2 separate regions of the Mus musculus genome follow, and region 1 is linked to region 2. A link is a contact called in public promoter capture Hi-C data. All regions are on one chromosome and are shown on one strand. The core of a region is the stretch at or near the end of the contact, and the rest is flanking DNA. Distances in the headings are between cores, read along the strand shown.

Region 1 (4,815 bases), core at 773-3,272, 1.8 Mb after region 2:
ATTCTCTAAGAGAAGCTCATCCAGAGCCCCATGCTGGAGGAAAACACACCAAAGAATGCTTTGCACAGAAGCAAAGGTTCTTATTGCAGCTTTGTTCAATATAATTGATGCCAACTCTCCAGATTCGTTGGAGAAATCATAATAACATTAAGATTAGCATTCATGTAGTCCTCGTTCTCTGGGATTTCATAAAGCAGTCAGTGCAATGGTGTGGTAAAATATATCACATCTCAAAACTACAAAGTGCACCCAAGCACAGTGGCTCTCACCGCTAACCTCGCCACTCAAGCGGTCAAGCCAGGAGGCTCACCGCAAGCCCGAGTCTGCACTACAGAGTATGTTCCAGACCAGCCTGGGCTACAAAGTTAGATTATATCTCAAGAAATAAAATCAAACTAAAATCATAGAACTTTGATTGTAAACTTGAAGAGACTTAAGTGTTCGTAATTAATAAGTGGAGTTGTGAATAAAACTCAATTGCCCACTGTGAATCATTGGTCAGAGTAGTAGCTTTTCTATCTTTCTTCACTAATAACGGTGGTATTATCTACATATTTTATCAATCAAATGTGATAAAGTATGAAAGGAATGGCTATTTAGTATCTTTCCTGAAATTCTACAAGTAAGCAACAGAGGATATCTTTTTTTTTTTTCAGATTTGTGATTGTCTCCTTCCAAAATACCACACAGTAATGAAAAGTTGTTGTTTCATGTTTAAAGGAGAAGAGAATAATTCACTGGGGTCCTAAGCGTTGCTTTAATTGTATTTTTAAACGTGGGTCAGCAGGATAACTCAATGGATAAAAGCTGCCACACAAGCCTGATGACCTGGCTTGGATCCCAGGACCACGTCAAAAGCTGGAGATGCTGCTACCAGGCCACCAACCCCAGTGCTCCTATGAGCTGGTAGGAGGGGACTGGATAGTCACTCAGAGGTTCATGGGGTAGCCAGCCTGGAGCTCACAAGGCAGAAAAACCCTCCTTCTCTCCCTCTTCCCCTCTCTCCCCCTCCCCCCTCTCTCTCCTCATCTTCTCCTATATCCTTATCTCTCTCTCTCCTTCTTGCCCTCCTTCTCTCAAAATTTAAAATTGTCTTTAAAATGTAAACCTGAATGTCAACGGCATCTTGCTGCTGTAGTCATACGGATACCTGGGTTTCTTCCCTAGTCATGGTCCTTCCATACCAAGAAAGAGTCTACACCACACACACCACACACACACACCACACACACACACACACACACCACACACACACACACACACCACACACACACACACACACCACATCACACACACCACACACACACACACACCACACACACACACCACACCACACACACACACACACACACACACACCACATCACACACACACACACACATACACACACCACACACCACACAGATACACACACACACCACCCCCCACACCACCACCACCCCCACACATCCCACGCCACCCACACACACACACACCACACCACACCACACACACACACACCACACCACAGCGCACACACACACATCACACACACACCACACCACACACCACACCACACAGACACACACACACCATACCACAGCACACACACACCACAGCACACACACACACACACACAGACACACACACCACACCACACCACACACCACACACACACCACACACACACACACACCACACTACAGCACACACCACACCACACACACACACCACACACACCACACCACACACACACACACACAGACACACACACCACACCACAGCACACACCACACACACATACACACACACACACACACACACACACACACACACCACCCTACAATTTTTTTGAGATTTTCATTTTCACATTTATATTTGTGAACAGAACTTTTTTTTTTTTCCAAGAGAACCAGATGCAGTGCCTAGCATAGCCTCACGGTGGTGGTAAATCATCACTAATATTCTGTCAAGGCCCATGGCAAGCTTTGTAGAAACCACAGAAGGCACTGCAGCATTCCTCCTGGGAAAACAAGAAGGGATTTGTTTCTAAGCTGTGGTTCTTCTCAACCAACCTTGAACAATGACCTTGGCACGCTCAACAAATCTATCAGCAGGGTTAATGCAAGGCTGCGTTTCTCTCCTGGCGTTGCCACAACACATTACTCTGAAGACTTATTATTTTATCCCTAAAGAGAATTTTGTGGGCTTATCTTTAAAACCATTGTGTTGATTTAGAATTCTCAACTTGGATTACGGCCATAGTGTTGGCATTTAAGATAACATTTACTGCGTAACCTAACTTGATGTGCTCCCTGAGAACCGTTTATTAAATCTTTACTTCTCCTAGCCCCCAATTTTCAACTTGAAATCTGAAAATTAGCTTTTTCTCCGCTTTTTTTGTTTGTTTGTTTTGTTTTGTTTTTTTCGAGACAGGGTTTCTCTGTATAGCCCTGGCTGTCCTGGAACTCACTCTGTAGACCAGGCTGGCCTTGAACTCAGAAATCTGCCTGCCTCTGCCTCCAGAGTGCTGGGATTAAAGGCGTGTTCCACCACGCCCAGTCATTTTCTTATTTTAAGACAGACCCAAAAACGTAACAAATCATCTTTATGGATCCACAGTTATGTAGTAACATAAACAGCCTACTGCAAAACCCTTTAAAATTGGCCCTAAAGGATTACTGTGCAATTTAATTGAACATTGCGACTGCTTGAAGAACTTTAACAATTGTTATTAGTGTGTGCATATGTATGTGCCATACCACGTGCAGAGCAGTAAGGGGACAGTTTGTGGGACTGATCCTCTCCATTCTCCTTTAGTGGGTCCCAGGGATCAAACTCAGAGCTCCGGGCTTGCACGCCAGCGCCTTCATGCACAGAGCCATCCTGCCAGACCTCCTGGAAGAGTTTGTAAAGCAATAGGGCCTGATTTAATCGCTCTGGGGTAAGGTTTGAGGTTGGGGTGTTTGGGATAACCTCCAGCAGTTGTAACGAGCAGCCACAGCTGAAAATCGCCATGGCTTAGAGGCATGTCCCCAAACGAGGGTCAGATTAATGTATAGAAGCTACCAATCTTATATGCTTAAAAACCTTAAGTAGTTTCCCATCAAAGATGGCAGCTTGGTGACTTGAAGCCAAATCTTTGCCATGAATGTGTTTATTGGATCTATTTAAAAACGGCTCAGATTAAAATTTTAAAACTGAGAGATGTCACATAAAATGTAGGTTTCCTACTTAAAAAAAAAAAATCTCTTGCCGTACAAAGTCACATTCCCACACAAATGGCATCTGCAGCTGAGAGGTGTTGTCCTTTAGACATGTTGTGTAGGCTCCAGTTGAATCAGCCCACTGTCCCTCATTTATGCATCCTATACGACTCATTTCCACAATCCACCTGGTCCCTTGGATCATTGGTTTATGACCCTAGTCTAGAAGAAGCTTACACTTAGCTTCTTACAGTCATTCATTCATGTAGTCATACATTCATTAAACAGATTCATTTCGTAACTTTGCTGTGCAGATATTTGGCATTCGATTCCCTCTCTGGCCCCTTTCCTTCTAACTTCACAGTCCCCTCCTTTCACCAAGTTGTTCTAAGCAGCAGTTACAGCAAGACATATCTGTAGCAATAACACGCTGGTTCATTTCTGAAGCTCCCTGGTGACCTGGACCAATGGTGTGTGAACAGAAGAAATATGTCAAACATTCACGTCCACAGAAGAAAGCTGGCTGCCTTTCTCTCTTTCTTTCTCGGGAGCTGGAGTGAAGACAAGGTCCAGAAGAGTAAAGAGGCAGGGATGAGAGAAAAGATGGAAGGAGAGAAGACGCGGAGGCGGGAGTGGGGTGGGGGTGGGGCTGTGGGCAGAAGGGGAGTTCTCAGGTTCTCCCTAACAGGACAGTGGGGTTGCTTCACCCTTTGCATGGGGAATGGCCCCCATAGGCCCACATACTTGAACACGTGCTCCCCAGCTATTTGCTGCTGTGGTCATGGAACATTAAGGAGGTGGAGACTTGCTGCAGGAAATGAGTTTCTGGGGCTGGCCCCGAGGTTGACATAGCTTTCCACATCCAGCTTCCAGTCTGGCCTCTGCTTCCAGTTCTGCTGAGAAGTGAAGAGGCCCAGCCATGTGACCCTGTCATGAAGTTGCCTGAGGTCACGCCTTCCCTGTGTCCCTTCTAACTGCATGCCAAATGAATCCCCTCCCTTAAGCTGCTTGGTCAGGTATCTGGTCACAAAGACAATGAGAGATGCCAATTCAAGGCAGAGGAAAATCTAGATGTGTAGCTCATAGTGAATTACTATACATATCACTATGCATTTTATTATATTATGACTTATTCTTGCTTTGAATAGGAGATGCAACCGTGTTGCAAACAGTGGGTAGACAAAATGAACAGAACTTGGATTTGACTTGTGCTAGTGAAATAACTCAGTCACAGGAAAGACATCGTGTCATTCCATGCAGATGCTGCTGGCAGAGCCCTAAAAGTTAGAGACAAGGAGCTGAGAATGAAGGGGGCCGTTTAATGGCATAGAGCAGCAGTTCTCAGCCTGTGCACCAGAGGTTGCCTATGGCCACTGGAACACGTAGGTATTTACATTATGATTCATAACAGTAGCAACAAAAATAGTTGTATGATTGGAGGTCATCCGAAGTCGAGGAACTGCATTAAAGGGCCATAGCCTTAGGGAGGTCGAGACCCACTGGCAAGTTTCAGGCTTACAAGAGGAGAATATTCTCACGAGCTGTTTCACAGGAATGTGAAAACCCAGCACTCCTGAACTGCACACCTCACATGGTTAACACAGCGAGTGTGAGTCTTGGTAACCACAATG
Region 2 (4,670 bases), core at 1,833-4,332:
GGATTAAAGGTGTGCACCATCACCACAAAGCAAGTTCTAATTTTTAAAATTTGTTTTGGATTCCGGAGAAATAGCTCACTCGCTGCTTAAGAGTACTTGGTTCTGGGGCTGGAGAGATGTCTCAGTGGTTAAGAGCACTAACTGCTCTGCCAGAGGTCCTGAGTTCAACTCCAAGCAACCACATGGTGGCTCACAACCATCTGTAATGGGATCCAATGGGTCCCATCTGTAATGGGACCTCTTCTGGTGCGTCTGAAGACAGCTACCATGTACTCACATACATAAAATAAATAAATATTTTTAAAAAAGAGTACTAGATTCTTTTGTAGAGGGTCCAACTTTGGTTCCCAGCACTTATGTCAGGCATTACACAAGTGCCTATAACTATAGCTCCAGGGGATCAGGCAGGCAGGCAGGCACACTTGCAAGCGCGCACACACACCAATTTAAAATTTATTTTGGACTGGGCCCGAGACAGAAGCAAGCAGATCTCTGTGAGTTCAAAGCTAGCTGATCTACATAGTAAGTTCCAGGAGGACAAAACCCAAAACAACCCCCACCCCAAAAATAAACCCGAAAAAGCAAAAAGCATGTAGATATGTGCGGTGTGCATGTATGTTTACATGTATGAGCGCATGTGTGTGTGTTTGAATGTGGGAAAAAGTTACAGGTTGAGATAGCGCATCTTCCTTGATTTCTCTCTATTTACCAAGGTCTTGGGCAATATCCTTGCTCTGCCTCTGGAACTGGAGTTACAGGCAGATGAGCTGCCCCACTCAGTGCTGGGAAGGAAAATCTGGTCTTCTGCAAGTGTTCTTAGCCACTGAGCTATCCCTGCAACCTCGTTGTGCTGGTAACCACAGCTTCAGTGAGGTGATGCATGCAGCAGCTGGGTCCTGTCTAGACAGTTCTCACAGAAGACTGGCCTCTCCCGAGTTCCCAGAATCTCGGGTGGGAGCAGATATAGACCATTCACCTGCAGTTGAGCCCTGTTCCTTATTCTTTGCATTTTGACCAGTTGTGGATCTCCTCAGAAACCTCTACACTAATGTGCTGCAGAAAAACGCTTGGCAGTTTTTCAACCGGACAATTGAAAGCAACACAAATCCTTGAGTATAAATATAAATATTTAGAAGGCATCGTGGCAACATGATAATGTAGCAAAATAACAGTACATATTAGAGGGGAGACCCCTCACCTCCCAGATTACATTAAATTTCATACAGACAAACCTAATGAAATTAATTGGGTCGCAACAAATGATGCCTGTCTTATGGTTTCTGGTCCAGGATCAAAATCAACTAACTTGGGGAGGAAGGGTTTATTTCAGAACAGAAAGGGTTTATTTCAAGGCAGAAACAGGATGTAGCAAATACTGAAGAAAAGGTTGTGGAGGCATGTTGCTTACTTTACTAGTCCCTCATACCTTAGCAGGCAGGAGTGCCGGCCCAGGGGTAGTACCGCCCACAATGAGCCTTTCCATCCTGTACAGATTAAGATGTCCAACTTCCCAATATGAATCTTCTCAAAGTTTTCATGAAGTTAGTGTCATGTTTACATAAAGCTTAGCAAATACAACACCTTTTGGGTTTGCTTCACCTAAACAGTTAGTATCTGACCTTTTTACAAAGTGAGTTCGAGGACAGAGAAACCCTGTCTTGAAAACACCAGAAAAAAAAGAAAACAAGTTGTTGGTGCTAACTGAGATAGTAAAACTTATTTCAACTGACAATTACCTTACACATCATTCAAAAATAAACCTAGGGCTGGTGAGATGGCTCAGTGGGTAAGAGCACCCGACTGCTCTTCCGAAGGTCCGAAGTTCAAATCCCAGCAACCAGGCTCACAACCACCCGTAATGAGATCTGATGCCCTCTTCTGGAGTGTCTGAAGACAGCTACAGTGTACTTATATATAATAAATAAATAAATCTTTAAAAAAAAAAAAAAAAAAAAAACTAAAACACCAGGTAGAAAGCAAGTCTTTCGCAATGCTAAAGTAAATGTTTTCTATTTTTTCAACAAAAATGCCAGGGGAGAGCGCGAACGCAGTCCCCCACTACCACAAATTATGCAGTCGAGTTTCCCGCATTTGGGGAAATCGCAGGGGTCAGCACATCCGGAGTGCAATGGATGAGCCTCGCCCTGGGAAAACCACCTTCGTGATCATGGTATCTCCCCTGCCAGGTAAGTATGAGTTGCGAGTGCCGTGTGCAGGCTCTCCATCATTGTATACTTACTTTATAACTACGGTCTCTTCCTCAATGCGTCTTCTCTACATTATATTCTCTTTTCTAACCTTGATCCATAAATATACGCTTATATTATGTAAATATTATCAATAACGGAAAAAAATGTCTATTTAGGGAGAACCGGTAGCCTTTGCGTGAAATTCTCATCTACATATTCCACGCCTTTGTGGTGACGCCGCGGGAACTCGTCTGTAGGCCCCTCAACGCGACTCCGCCCACTAAGGCTGTGAGGCGGGGGCGGGGTTTGTTGGTAGTGGGCAATCGAATCTGGAATTCAAAACCTAAGCTTCTGCCCAGGCTCTGGGCAAAGAAAAAGTTTTTTTTAGCTCAATTCAGTTTCTGCTAGCGGAGGACAGGATTCTAAGAGATCCACCCTTGTTAAGTTTAACTAGTAAAAGAAAAATCGTTTTTCCGTGGTGTTTTTCTGAGTAGGTCTATTATACATTATTTACTTGCACACAGCCAATAAACCTAATAAAAACCATGAGAGAAGGGCTAAGATAACAACTTTGAAGAAATAAATCTGACTGGATAGTGATATACAACTGTAATCTCAGCTCTCCGCAGGTCACGGTAAGCAGAGCGAAGCCAGCCTGGGCTACATAACTGGTTACAGGTTAGACTGGGTTAGTGAGACCTTTTCAAAACCTAAATAAAGCTTAAGTTAAGAGGAGGAGGAGGAGGAGGTGGCGGCGGCGGCGGCGGCGAGAAGAAAAATGCACAAAGACAACTGCTATTTTCAGCGGAAAAGAAAACGTAGAGACGTGTTAACATTGACCCTCCGCACGCCCCGTCTCTTGCATCCTTGTCACTGGACGGCTTGCGCAGGCGCACAGGAAGGACTCGCAGTACGGGCGGAAGTGGAGTCTCCGGGAAGCTTTGGGGAAGGCGCTGGCGGAGTACACAGACGCCGGGGCGGTGTAGGCGTCCTCAGGTCGCCATGAACCGACTCCAGGATGACTATGACCCGTACGCGGTGGAAGAGCCGAGCGACGAGGAGCCGGCTCTGAGCAGGTGGGCCGCTGCCCCGCGTCTCCGCCCTGCCTTGGCTGAGGCCGTTGTGTTGTTCGCGCCGGCCGTCCCTGGGCGCAGTGTCGTCCGCTTCACTTGCGGGAGCCTCGGGGCGCTTGATGGCGCTGCTCAGTCTCTAGGGAACCAGGATGGACAGCAGTGCGGGAAGAGGGATGTTCCGGAATTACGTGGGCCCCCAGGCGTGAAGCCTTAGATGGAACCCTGTTTACCGTTTACTAGCACTGTGACCGAAGGCAAGTCAGTTCTCGGCCTCGCATCTGTAAATGGAAATACAAGTATGGGACAGTGTCCTAAGCTAGTGAGGGCCTGGCCCTTAGCACGAAGTACTTATCTTGAAGACTGTCAAGTAGAAACTAGGGAATAGAGAATGGAAAAAAAAAAAAAAAGGAATGGGCTTTTTTTTTTTTTTTAAGTTATGATCTCCACACGCATGCCATAGCACCCATATGCCCATATACACAACATTTTTCTTTCTTTCTTCCTTCCTTTCTTCCTTTCTTTCTTTCTTTTGTTTTTCGAGACAGGGTTTCTCTGTATAGCCTGGCTGTCCTGGAACTCACTCTGTAGAGCAGGCTGGCCTCGAACTCAGAAATCCGCCTGCCTCTGCCCCCCAAGTGCTGGGACCAAAGGCATGCGCCACCATGCCCGGCTATACACAACATTTTTAAAACTGTAATTTAAAAGTTAAATGAATTAAGTCAGACATGGTAGTGTATGCCTATAATCCCATCATTTAGGAGGCCAGAGGGTGAAGAGTTCAAAGCTGGTTCTGGGCTACGTAAGATTTTGTCTTAAAACAAGAAAAAAATGTCCAAGGCATTTCTTGCAGCTGGCTTTTGCTTTGTTGTTCTTTTTCCCGCAGTTTTTTTTTTTTTTTTTTTTTTTTTGTTTTGTTTTTTTTGAGACAGGGTTTCTCTATAGCCCTGGCTGTCCTGGAACTCACTTTGTAGACCAGGCTGGCCTCGAACTCAGAAATCCACCTGCCTCTGCCTCCCGAGTGCTGGGATTAAAGGCTTGCGCCACCACGCCCAGCTCACGCCTGGCTTTTTTCTCCGCGTCTTAATCTACAACTTGTCTCCTTCCATGTGGGTCCCAGAAATTGAACTCAGGTCATGAGGCTTGGTGACAAGCCCTTTGTCTGCTGCTGAGTTATCTTGCTGGCCCTGACTTAATTCATTTTTGTTGTTTTATTTCTTCCTATTATTGATGTACATTTATTATAATTCTGTTGATAGGAAACTAATCACAGAAGTCAGTCTACGATGACAGAAGTTAGTTAGAATTTGGAATGTACTGTAATTTTCTTAGGGCTATGATGTAGCTCAACGGTAGAACAGGTGCATGAAATGCTGGGTTCAGTTTCCAGCTCCAGGAAGAATAGTCAGTG

Evidence for each region. Promoter capture Hi-C pulls out the DNA fragments that hold promoters and counts their contacts.
Region 1: a contact with region 2 is called in a promoter capture Hi-C map of cranial neural crest. The contact joins the enhancer-like site here to the promoter of Eapp in region 2. A contact is called at or near these places in 8 of 39 promoter capture datasets (the 3T3-L1 cell line, 3T3-L1-derived adipocytes, cranial neural crest and 4 more) and 4 of 115 datasets of contacts at active chromatin or transcription factors (astrocytes, differentiating embryonic stem cells, stem cell-derived neural progenitor cells and 1 more).

Annotation. Positions count from the first base shown.
Region 1 is chr12:52,893,033-52,897,847 of GRCm38.p6, reverse strand. The region is part of intron 4 of Akap6 (A kinase (PRKA) anchor protein 6); the gene reads right to left. Among named protein-coding and RNA genes, the nearest start is that of Gm51971, 97 kb to the right of the region's middle. Within about 2 kb of position 2,022, at least 82 of the 459 cell types and tissues checked have an H3K27ac peak or open chromatin away from gene starts, as enhancers often do.
Region 2 is chr12:54,694,306-54,698,975 of GRCm38.p6, reverse strand. Eapp (E2F-associated phosphoprotein) reads left to right here and starts at 3,082. Exons shown (of 6, transcript NM_025456.4): 1 at 3,082-3,265. The coding sequence starts at 3,192. It overlaps Gm22513 (a small nuclear RNA gene), which reads right to left and starts at 2,194; the gene lies at 2,031-2,194.